Regions from separate parts of the Mus musculus genome. Here regions 2, 3 and 4 are each linked to region 1. A link is a contact called in public HiChIP or PLAC-seq data. All regions are on one chromosome and are shown on one strand. The core of a region is the stretch at or near the end of the contact, and the rest is flanking DNA. Distances in the headings are between cores, read along the strand shown.

Region 1 (2,700 bases), core at 161-2,660:
GCATGTTTAAATTTGGACTTCAGGTGATATGGTACTGGAATATATTTTAATATTTTTACTCACACTGGAAGGTCAAATGTAGCCAAAGCTCCTATTTTTATCTTCAGTCTCAATTAAGCAATGGCCTGTGGCTGGAGAGACTGTAGACTCAGATATGGGCATGCCACTAAAGGAGGTAGCAAGAGGTACCCCAGTGCTTAACTGCCCAGTGCCTATCTTACCTGGGAGGCCACAAGAAACAGGAGGATCATGTGTAGTTGTCCCTTACCGTGTCTCCAGGGTAGGGACAATAGGGCAGCAGGGACTTAATAAATAATTGCTGCATGAATAAGTGGTCACACGCGTGAGTGCTTATACAAGCAAATGTATGAATAGAATGGTTATGAGCATGAATGTATATATGAGTGTATAAAGAATCACATGCATGTATGTAATGTATGAATGGCCACAGGCATTATACACATACCATGAACGTGTACAAATGAATGGCCACGGACATGAGTGTGTAAGCGAGTAACTAGTATATGTGTATGTGTGTGTGTGTGTGTGTGTATGTGTGTGTGTGTGTGTATAATTAGTATATCAATGGGTGACTACAGATATGAGTGTGCGAGTGAGTGTATAAAAGAGGGCTCCATGCATAAATGTATAGACGAACAGTTAATAAGTAAATGCTATGCACATGCTCAGAAGGACTGGCTTCTGCACTGATGGTGGTTAAACAGTTAGGCTGGTTAGGAGCTGGAGGTCTCCTGTCTCCAGAGACTGCACCCCATGAGCATGGGCTATGAGCCAGTTCCTCATCTTCATGCTTAGCACCTCTGCTTCCTCTGCTGTGAAACTGTGTCTCCCCCGTAGCTAAGTTTCTCTGGTTTATGATCTTGCTTCCTTAACCCCACCCTCTTGAATAGGTTAAAAATAGAGCTGAATGAGGCTCGCTGCTGGCTCCTAGATATTTCTTCCCACTCTGCTATTTCTTCTCTCCTTTCTTCCTCCCATCTCTCCTATCCCATGACAGTGTTCTGAGCACCCCTTTTGTGCTTGGCCTTTCAGTTTTGTTTATTTCATTTTGCTTTTTGTTGTCGTTGTTGTTTTCCTTGAACGCCCCCTTCCACACTGTCAGATGGAACCAGAAGCCTGGAGGGACTGGTATACTGCGGTTCCTCGCAGACAAGGGAGGACGTTGGGAGCGCCTTGTATCTTTTAAAATAGACCTGTTGTCGTCGTTGTAGTCGTTGTTGGAATGTATTTTTAGCCCTGTGAGAGATTGGCATGCTCTCTCTACCACCATCTGCCAAAGGCAGTTGCTAAGCAACTGACACTGACGACAGCAAGGGGAGGATCTGGGGACTCTAGTGGCTCAGTCCTGCTGCACTGTTTAGTTCTTATGTGACAACAGTCGGGCCCAAGAGAATAAACACTCCTAACCTGGGAGAGTACAATTCAATTCAGTTCAAAGTTCCTGAGCTGAGCCCAGAGGGGACTGCCCAGGCAACAAGGACAGTGGGAACCAATGTCTTTTTGTTGTCCAGGCAACAAAGACAGTGGGTACTGATGTCTTTTTGGTGGGTAGGGCTTTTATTTAGAAAGGTCAGGTGCTGTTGCACTCACTGAGCAGATATAGCACAGCCACAGCACAGCAGGGATGGGCCTGAGCTGGACATGGGCTATTGGCAAACGGTCAGTCTAGAGCAGGAACCCTGGAATGAAGCAGGAGGCAGATGGCTGGGGTTCCTGGGCTCTCGCCCAACTTGGTTTATATTTCTCTGTCTGAGTTGTCTGCCTTTCTCTGGACTCTAGTTGTCTCCTATCCAAAGTTAGGGTGTCAAACCATGTAGAACACAATCATATAAAGGAAGGCAAAACAATCACAGTACAGGTATCTGTCACTAGGACTTGGCATTGGATCTTCCCTCTGCCTCTTATGGCTTGTGAGTGAGTTCAGGGACGCCTCAGAGACACAGTCTCTTTTGTGAAAGACAGACTTGTTCTTATCGTTCTTTGAGAATTCAGAAAATAGTACTTTGATTTAAGTGTGTACTGCAACACAGAAAATAGGTAGATATCAATAAATGTCAAAGCAGAGAAGGTAAGCTTTCTGTAACCACTTATCCTCTGTCTTATTAACATACTTGAACCTGGGCATGACTCCAGCCTTCCGTGTAACAAAATTCCCACCAAAGACAGCTGAAGAAATGAGAAGGGTACCCCTGCTATCTCATGCACTTTCAGGAAATTGCTTCTCTTAGAGTTTCTTGTAACCCAGGGCATAGCTCTGCCTGGGACACCCATTGACGAAACAAAGTGGAAGGCAGTGCTAGGGACACGGATGAGATGGCAGAGCAAGAAGATGGCAGGAACCTGGGCTGTGCTGGACTTAGTTCAACTCTCTCAACCCATGTAGGATGAAGGGAAAGTGTGTTTTGTGAGGGGTCTGAGCACTGGTGGGTTATCAGGTAGGTACCACAATGGATGGGCAGAGGTGTGTTCTATAGGGAATCTCTGGGAATAGGGAAGCACCTGGCTCTAATTGCTGCCTAAGGGGTGAGAGAGGAAACTGAAGCAATCCTACCCTACCACTCATCAGTTCCTGGGAGTATCTGTACCCTGCAACTTCTAGTCTTCTGTATGCTATGGGCAGAGTGAATGCCAGTAGCCCAAAGTCACACCCTTAGGAATCTCCCAGCCTATAGAGTCCTT
Region 2 (2,700 bases), core at 54-2,553, 300 kb before region 1:
AAAAAAAAAATCAGGCCTGTACTGGAATTCTTTTCTGAAACATGACCAGCCAGAAGAGTAGAAAGCCATGCGGACTATTTCAGAAGGAACCAAAGCTGCCCATAGCGTTTGGCCAGCATTTTTAGGGCATAAGATCATGATCAATTCTTTTAGATATTACAGTCATGAGCCCTTATGCCTAGCTTAATTTATGTGGTGATTTGAATAAGGATAGCTCTCACAGGCTCACAGATTTGAATGCTTGGTCATTAGGGAGTGGTGCTAACTGACAGGGATTAGGAGGTGTGGCCTTGTTGAAGGAAGTGTGTCACTGGGGATGGACTTTAGGGTTTCAAATGCTCAAGCCAGGCCCAGTGTCCCTCTCTTCCTGCTGCCTTCAGATGTGGAACTTTCAACTACTTCTTCAGCATCATGTCTACCTGTGTACTGCCATGCTTCCTGCCATGACAATAATGAAGTCAACCTCTGACACTGTAAGCCAGCCCCAGTTAGATGCTCTCCTTCTTAAGGTTTGCTATAATCATGGTGTCTCTTCACAGCAATAGTGCACTAAAACAATTTAATAATATAGGAACAAGGTTCAGTCATGGCTTACACTAACTGTTCCAAACATCAGCTCTCTTATATTCCCAGACATTCCATTTATGGAAAATATTTAGATGCAAACAACAAATTCACCATAACAGATATCCCAACATGGGAGAAATGAGTGGGTCAGGATGCAGATGAGTAAGGATGTCTGCTCGCCACTCCTCTTTCCTAACTCTACATGGGCATTGACTCGGCTCTGAGAGAGCAGCCATACACAGAGACTGTATACAGAAAGGGCACACGGTGGAAGGCCCAGTTCTGCTCTGAATGTTGGTTAGATCTCCAACATCATGGGAAAAAAATGAAAAGAAAAATATTTAGTTCAAAAATAAGAAACACACTCTGGAGAAACCTAGAATCAAAAAGGAAACCAGGAAAGATATGGAAAACTATATAAGCATCATAAACCACTTCCCCAGGTGGACAGCAAAGTTTTTCCCAGAGGCAATACACACAAGAAGCAAGGAAGAACACAAGATCACAGACAAACGCTGTCAAAAGCAAAGCAAGATTCAAAACAGCAAAGGAGTGGAGGGCGTTCATAAATGCAAAAGACCTTAAACCAAGCAAAACAAGGTTTATTATGGGTGGTTAGGAGAAAGACAGCAAGCAGAACAAGGCCAGGAACAAGAGCAGAAACTCAACCACAGCTGTGGAAGAGATAACGTCATGGCAGAACAGTGTGTCCAACCCTCTGTGGCCGCAGACCTGAGAATCTGATGATCCTGTTGCCAAACATAACCTCCAAAACTGACTCAGCTCGAGGAATGTCTGAACAGACATGTCACCAAGAAAGAGCGGCCAGAGTGACCAGAAAATAAATAGATGTGTGTGTGTGTGTGTGTGTGTGTGTGTGTGTGTGTGTGTGTGTGTGTGTGTGTGTGTGTACAATAATATTATTTCAAAACTTAGATTTTTCAAAACTATCAAAATAAGCTAGGCAGGAAAGTTCATGTTTGTGATCCTAACACTTGGGAAGCTGAGATACGAGGATTGCTGTGAGCTCAAGGCTAGCTTAATAAAACTAAGATACTTACCATAATTTTGAGAATTTTCTTGTGAGAGGGGTAAATGATTCATTGTTGAGTAGTTACTTTAACTCCAGCCCCCTGTAAATTGTTTTATTGATTACAATGGTCTTTTGATTTAAACAATAGTGTCTTACGTTTCCTGAACTGCCAACCTGAACTGCCAACTTTAAGGTTATTTTATCTCTTACTTTGCACACAGAGAGACAGACCTTCTCTAAAAAGTCACAAAAGTAAAATCAAAACAAAACAAAACAAAACAAACAAACAAACAAATAAGATGTAGAGGCTGGAGAGCTGGGTCAGCAGCTATGAGTATTTGTTGTTCTTACAAAGGATGCAAGTTTGACTCCTGGCACTCATGTGGTGGCTCACTATTGCCTGTAACTCCAGTCCCAGGGGATCCAAAGCCTTCTTTTGGCCCCTGTGGGTCCTTAACACACATGGTACACATACATGAATGCAGGCAAAACCAAAATAATAAACAATTAAACTGAATCTAGTCAAAAATCAAAGGGAAAAAAATAATGTTGCGATTGACTGTCACTCTGGGATCATAGCGTGTTTATCAATATCATCCATGACAATCACCATGGGGTGCAGGGTGCAGGGCACGGAGTTCAGGGTCACAGCAATGGAGCAAAGCTAGTACTTCTTGGCAATGGTATTGAGGCAGGTAAAGAAGGACTGGATTTAATGCTGGTGCACACTCCAGGAATGAATGAAGGCACTCCAGGAATGAATAAAGGCACTCCATGAGGTCCCACTAATATGCACAGTTAATAATGCATGTTACATTTTTAAAAAGAAAAATTCTGACCATTTCTAAGTAAAAGCCAGACATGGAAACTATCTACTTATCCAGAATAAAAGCTAGCAACATTCAACAACTATGTTGTGAACAGTAATGGTCGTCACTATTGTTACTTATTATGATCTTAAAACTAACAAGAAAAGTAGGAAAATGGCACCAAATGTTGCAAAAATAATCTTAGTAAGGTGCTATTATTTAGTAATAATCTGACAAGGGGCTGGATCCAATATGAACACTCAAAAAGTGGAATAGTTTTATCTACTAGCA
Region 3 (2,700 bases), core at 79-2,578, 440 kb before region 1:
AGAATCAAACTCCAGTTTGTAGCAAATGGTTCATCTCACAAGCCATGTTGCAAATGACTGGGAACGAACCAAAGGGAACTATATTGTACAAAGACTCATGATGAGATGTTTTTAAGAATTATAACAGTGGTTAATTTTCAGATTTAAAAGATCTATAGAAATATTTGGCATGAAAAAATACTACAAAGACAATTTCTCCACATTAGAAAATTTGGAAAATTCAAAGCTGTTTACAGAGCTACATTCTGGGATAGGCACTAACACATGGCTCGGGGATATAATAATTAAAAACTGTACCCTATGTTATCTTATGTAATTCACATAGATATAACCTGCTGTTTATAGTGTACAATTCAGTGACTTTGAGTGTATTCATAGTTGTATAACAGCAACTTTAGAAATTCTCACTTCAGGAAACTAGTACCCCAACCTGTCACTTCTTTAGCTGTCACCTCCAGTTCTTTCAAACTCCCCTTCTACTCTACATTGCATGCATTTGTCTTATCAGCGTGGTCACACAGAATTTAGATATCTGTGTGTGGCTTGATTCAGACATCGTCAACATTCTCTGATATTGTAGCATTATCTGTACTTTATTTTCAAACGCTATAATTCGAGGTTTGCCTCTCTGGTTTTTAGGAGTAGTGCTACTGTCAGCCTCAATGTAGGGACTTTGTGTGGGTGTCTGTTTTCATTTCTCTTGGATGTTTACTTAACAAGCAGTGTAACTGCCAGGACGAAGGTCACCCTTTGGTTTACCTTTTAGGAACAGGTATTTTCCAAGAAACTAAGCAGCATTTGACATTCTTACTTGTAGCTAAGAGGGAACAGATTTTTATTTCTGGTTAAATTGGTTCCTCCGTTTTAAAAATATTCTATCTCAAGGCTTCTCTTATTTCCTAAGCATCATGTCGCTTCTTTAGGACACCAAGGAAGCCTCTAGTCTACAGGGTGGTGGGATGGCGGGTTTACCAGCTTTGGCGGGGAGGAACAAGCGACAAGTGGCCAGGGGCAGGGGTCCCGCACCCTCACCCTGCCGCCTGACCACGCACACAGGCCTGCCGTCATTGCCTACGGGCCAGGCTCACCCCAGAGCCCGGCTCGGGTGCGCTCGTGGCTTCAGTGGGCCCAGGGTCGCCAAGGATGCTGCAGGGGGCCGGGACGCGGGGCCCCAGGCCGGGTCCTGTGCTCTCGGGGTTGCAGAGCGCCGGCTGTGGGCGGGGGACGAAGGCCGCGCCCCCGCGCCCGTCCCGCCCGCGTCCCGCTAGGGGCGGCGGCCCGCCCCGAGTCCGCCGAGGCTCTTCCGCGCCGGCAGGGGCAGCAGCGGGAGCGGCGCGGGGCGGAGCGGCGCGAGCAGCTAGGAGCGGCCCGGCTCGGCCCGGCGCAGCGGCGGCGGCAGCGGCAGCGGCAGCGACGCCAGAGCCCGTGGGCGCCTTTCGCAAGGCCGCCGCAGGCGCCTGGCCGCAGCGCGGGAAGCCTCGGGGGCCGGAGCCCGTCGCTGCCGCCATGCCGCTGCTCTTCCTCGAGCGCTTCCCGTGGCCCAGCCTCCGCACCTACACGGGCCTCAGCGGCCTGGCCTTGCTGGGCACCATCGTCAGCGCCTACCGCGCCCTCAGTCAGCCGGAGGACGGCTCGGGTGAGCCGGAGCCGCTAACGGCCCCACTGCAGCCCGAGGCGCGCCTGACCGCCGGCGGCCCCCGGGCCCGCGACGTGGCCCAGTACCTGCTGTCGGACAGCCTGTTCGTGTGGGTGAGCGAGGCTGCGGGCCGGGCGCGGGGGCGGGCGGCCGGGCGGGAGCCGCCATGTCACCCATTATCCGCAGGGGGGCGTGGCCGGGCCCTGACCCCGGCCTCCTCGGCCCGGGGACCGCGGCCCTCGCGTGGGGCTCGAGGCCCAGCGGCGCTGCGAGCGTGGCGGGCCGCGGAGAGAAGGTGTCGGGATGCCGGGGAGAACAGTCGAGGCAAGGGCGGTCGGACCCGCGGGCTCCAGGGCGGCGGGGTGCGGCGACCCGAGGCTGTGAGAAGCCGCGACACGTCCGGTTTAGCTCGGCGTTGTTGGGGGCGGCTCGCCGACGAAGAGAAGGCCGAAGTTAGGGGGACATTTTACTCTTCGCCAGACAACTTCGAAATGGTGCTATTTGTCAATGCGTTAGTCCCGATGGGCGCTATTTAACGAAGCAAACAGACCAGCTACGTCCTTTTATCTCACCCCCAACCACCCCCCGCGATGGTTTGTGACTGTTCCCTTTTTGACAGAAAGCAGCAAAACACTTTCGGGTCGGTGTGGCAGCCCCTCCTTTGAACGCGATTCCTCCGTTTAGCGATCCATTTTGAAACAAGGGTTCTAGTTTGTCTGCCGGTGCGAGATAAGCAATGTCCACATGCCACAAGTACTGGCTTCGTTTGTTACATCATTTTAGGCTGGGCAGATCTGAGAAAATTTTGCTCTCACCTTGCACTTGAGTGCCTCTTCTATGAACCCTCAGAAATAGGAAAAGTTGCTCCCGGATTTAAAAAATTGTCACTTGGATTTCCTGTGGCTTGGTGGGGATCGTATCTCCCCACACGGCGCCTAGAGAAGGCTGTAAATGACTGAGGGGTTAATGTTATAAGTTTGTAGAACTATAATGCAACTCATTTGTTGTAATTATTCCCACTGTGCTTCATCAGGAAGCAGCGGGATTTGTGAACTTCGTGGGCT
Region 4 (2,700 bases), core at 169-2,668, 470 kb before region 1:
CAGACCAGAAGAGGGCATCGGATCCCATTACAGATGTTGTGAGCCATGAGGTTACTGGGAATTGAACTCAGGACCTCTGTAAGAACAGTCAGTGCTCTTAAACACTGAACCATCTCTCCAGCCCCACATTTTAGATTCTTAACTCATTCTCTCCAGAGCGAAGTAAAACAAATAATAAGAGTAGCAAAACTGGCTGGCTATTTCTCTTTAATACCACCCTTTCTTTCCCTAAATTTCTGGGTTTAAAAACAAAACAAAACAAAACAAAACAAAAAAAAAAAAAACAGGTGGTTTTTAACCTCTAACTGATTTCACTTCCACTAGATTATGAATAACAACCAATCTTGACCCAGTGGTGCCTTATAAGCATTATTTCATTTATATTCTCTACAACTGAGGAATCGATGATATAGTCACTACGCCTTTGCAACAGACAAAGAAACTGAGAAGTCTCTGGGCAGCCGGAGCCTGCATTTTATGTAATCATCTTCTGCCTGCGTCCTGAGCGCCCAGGGGTTCCCCTGTTTAAACACTCAAATGAAACAGACAATCGGCAAGTCTGAGAAAATTCAAGACGCACCCAGCCAGAGTCACATTGTATAAGGTAATAACTTGTAGCTATGTCTGGAATGATCGTTCCTTTCAAGATTATGTTGGTTTTGTGCGTCACTTAGGCCAACGACAAGGTACGTGAAAACTGGTAAATCCAGGTGCTTGCTTCTCTGGCAGCTTTCAACACCAGCGTGGGTTAGACAGTCCACGTAACAGCGGAGAGTGACCCTCGCTTGCTAGCTATTTACCGGTTCTCAAGGAAACGTTTATGAATGTCTACAAACATTAGTTTGTCAATCCCATCTTTCGGAGGGGGAATACTATTAACGATTCCGTTTTATAAACGAAGAAACTGGCCCTTAAGCAAAGTTATATGCATTGCCCAATGACGTACAATCAGCAGAGGGATTCTGAGTGACCTCTGATTCTAGAATTCAACCCCCAGGCTACATGTCTCCCACTTCCCCATAGTGTCCGGAGCTTATATTTATTTTCCTCCCCAGGCTTGCCAAATCAAGCAGAATATGGAATGAACCGAGCAGCAGTCAGCGCCCGGGTCGGAGGTGGCTGCGATCCTCCCCACACCTCTTGCTGCCGCGCCTCCCTACAGCACCCCATTACCATGGCTGAACGGTGTCCGGCAGCTCCAGGCCTCAGCCACCTGCTTCCTCAGGATTTCTTCAGTGACAGCGTCCGAAAACTCTGCCGATACCTGCTTCTTTCCCTTCTTCATTGGCCGCGCTGGGCCAGGATCCGCCGGCCGCTTCCCGTTCATCTTCTCACGGTGCACAGACCCACGCCAAGGAAGTCAGGACGCTACTTCCCTCCAGAAACTACAGTTCCCGAAAACCCTCTTTCCTTATTTCACCAGCATTACCCAATGGAAAGGCAGTAAAGCACAGGGAGGCGGGATCTCCACAAAAATAACCAATGGGAGATCAACATATTGCGTCACGCCGCCAGCAATTGGTCAAATGGTCGCAGTGGCCTGCCTCCCAACTTCCTGCCTCCGGAGCGTATTCACTTCCGGCGTGTGTTCCGCGCCTCTTGCTCTCGACTGTTAATGGCGGGTGGTGGCTGCTGAGCGGGACGCAGATAACCGCTGCCCGCCCCGCGGACGTCTCCCCGGGCCCCCGCTTTCTGCACGTCCCCGGCGTCGGAGCTGTTCAGCATGTCTGTGGTGCCGCCCAATCGCTCGCAGACGGGCTGGCCCCGGGGGGTCAACCAGTTCGGCAACAAGTACATCCAGCAGACCAAGCCCCTCACCCTGGAGCGCACCATTAATCTGTAAGTGCGGCGCGGCCTCGGCCGTTGATGCTCTCCCAGTGCGCGCTCCTCCCTCACGCCGGATGCGGGTTGTCCCTTCCGGGATGCGCGCTTTCTTTCCTAGACCTGTTTCTCGACCCCGACTTGGCAGTTTTCCTATTTTAAAAGCGAGGTTCGTTTCCCCCTTTCCCTTCATTCAGCCATGGTTAGAACCTGCGTTTGCTTTGAATTCATAATGTGTGTATCCTTTCAATCCGTTGCTGGTTGTTTCATCGCACATGTATTTGTGTTTATTTGAACAATTCTCAGTTTTGTAGGGTGTACATTTCTTTTACAGTAACTTTTCCAGATTAACCTCTGACATCCTAGTTTTTTTTTTTCCCCCTTTAAATGTTGGGTAGTGTTCCATCCAGTGGCCACATTTTATTAATTTTCGCGCTGTTTGGTCTACCTTTTTGCATTTGTATGTCTTGTCTACCAAAGTGCCAACATACAGTATCATTGCAGACTCCCAGTAGACCTAAAATTGCGAGGACACACTCTGTTGTCTGGTTGTACTTTCAGAGGTCGGAGGTACCTTACATGTTGTCCCGACAGCCTGTTTGCAGGCTGTTTTGTTTTCAACAAACCTTTGTCTTAAGCAGATGATTGCATTTCGGGATCACTCAAACAAAATTTTGTTGTGGCAAGAAATTGAGATTGGGATATAGCTTATAATGTTTGGTACCTCATTCCCTAGTGTGGAGCTGATTCTAATGGGAAAAAAGTGTCCAGTTTAGACTGGTTATTTGTTTAAAATGTGCAAGACATTGCTGAGAGTGGGGTTTGTGTAAGTCATTTTAGTGACTCACCTTTCATATTCAAATAAATAAACAAATCTCT

What was found. HiChIP or PLAC-seq counts read pairs in DNA pulled down with a chosen protein or histone mark.
Region 2: an H3K27ac HiChIP or PLAC-seq map of heart atrium shows a contact between it and region 1, with 8 read pairs. The contact joins two enhancer-like sites. A contact is called at or near these places in 2 of 484 Hi-C or Micro-C datasets (cortical neurons and cranial neural crest) and 2 of 115 datasets of contacts at active chromatin or transcription factors (cardiomyocytes and heart atrium).
Region 3: a contact with region 1 is called in an H3K4me3 HiChIP or PLAC-seq map of neural progenitor cells, with 8 times the contacts expected there. The contact joins the promoter of Amfr here to the enhancer-like site in region 1. A contact is called at or near these places in 7 of 39 promoter capture datasets (the 3T3-L1 cell line, cranial neural crest, embryonic stem cells and 2 more) and 3 of 115 datasets of contacts at active chromatin or transcription factors (embryonic basal ganglia, embryonic forebrain and neural progenitor cells).
Region 4: a contact with region 1 is called in an H3K4me3 HiChIP or PLAC-seq map of embryonic basal ganglia, with 5 times the contacts expected there. The contact joins the promoter of Ogfod1 here to the enhancer-like site in region 1. A contact is called at or near these places in 4 of 39 promoter capture datasets (cranial neural crest, embryonic stem cells, hippocampal neurons and 1 more) and 8 of 115 datasets of contacts at active chromatin or transcription factors (the NIH/3T3 cell line, embryonic basal ganglia, embryonic forebrain and 5 more).

Annotation. Positions count from the first base shown.
Region 1 is chr8:93,568,486-93,571,185 of GRCm38.p6, reverse strand. All of the region lies in intron 9 of Gm26843 (a long non-coding RNA gene), which reads left to right. Among named protein-coding and RNA genes, the nearest start is that of Ces5a, 34 kb to the right of the region's middle. Within about 2 kb of position 1,410, at least 115 of the 459 cell types and tissues checked have an H3K27ac peak or open chromatin away from gene starts, as enhancers often do. A contact at or near this core is called in embryonic basal ganglia, embryonic forebrain, forebrain and 5 more, where this site is marked.
Region 2 is chr8:93,870,079-93,872,778 of GRCm38.p6, reverse strand. All of the region lies in intron 2 of Gnao1 (guanine nucleotide binding protein, alpha O), which reads right to left. Among named protein-coding and RNA genes, the nearest start is that of 4930488L21Rik, 58 kb to the right of the region's middle. Within about 2 kb of position 1,303, at least 26 of the 459 cell types and tissues checked have an H3K27ac peak or open chromatin away from gene starts, as enhancers often do. A contact at or near this core is called in heart atrium, where this site is marked.
Region 3 is chr8:94,011,268-94,013,967 of GRCm38.p6, reverse strand. Amfr (autocrine motility factor receptor) reads left to right here and starts at 1,328. Exons shown (of 14, transcript NM_011787.2): 1 at 1,328-1,749. The coding sequence starts at 1,507.
Region 4 is chr8:94,035,916-94,038,615 of GRCm38.p6, reverse strand. Ogfod1 (2-oxoglutarate and iron-dependent oxygenase domain containing 1) reads right to left here and starts at 1,418. Exons shown (of 13, transcript NM_177767.4): 1 at 1,174-1,418. The coding sequence starts at 1,327. It overlaps Nudt21 (nudix (nucleoside diphosphate linked moiety X)-type motif 21), which reads left to right and starts at 1,577. Exons shown (of 7, transcript NM_026623.3): 1 at 1,577-1,839. The coding sequence starts at 1,724.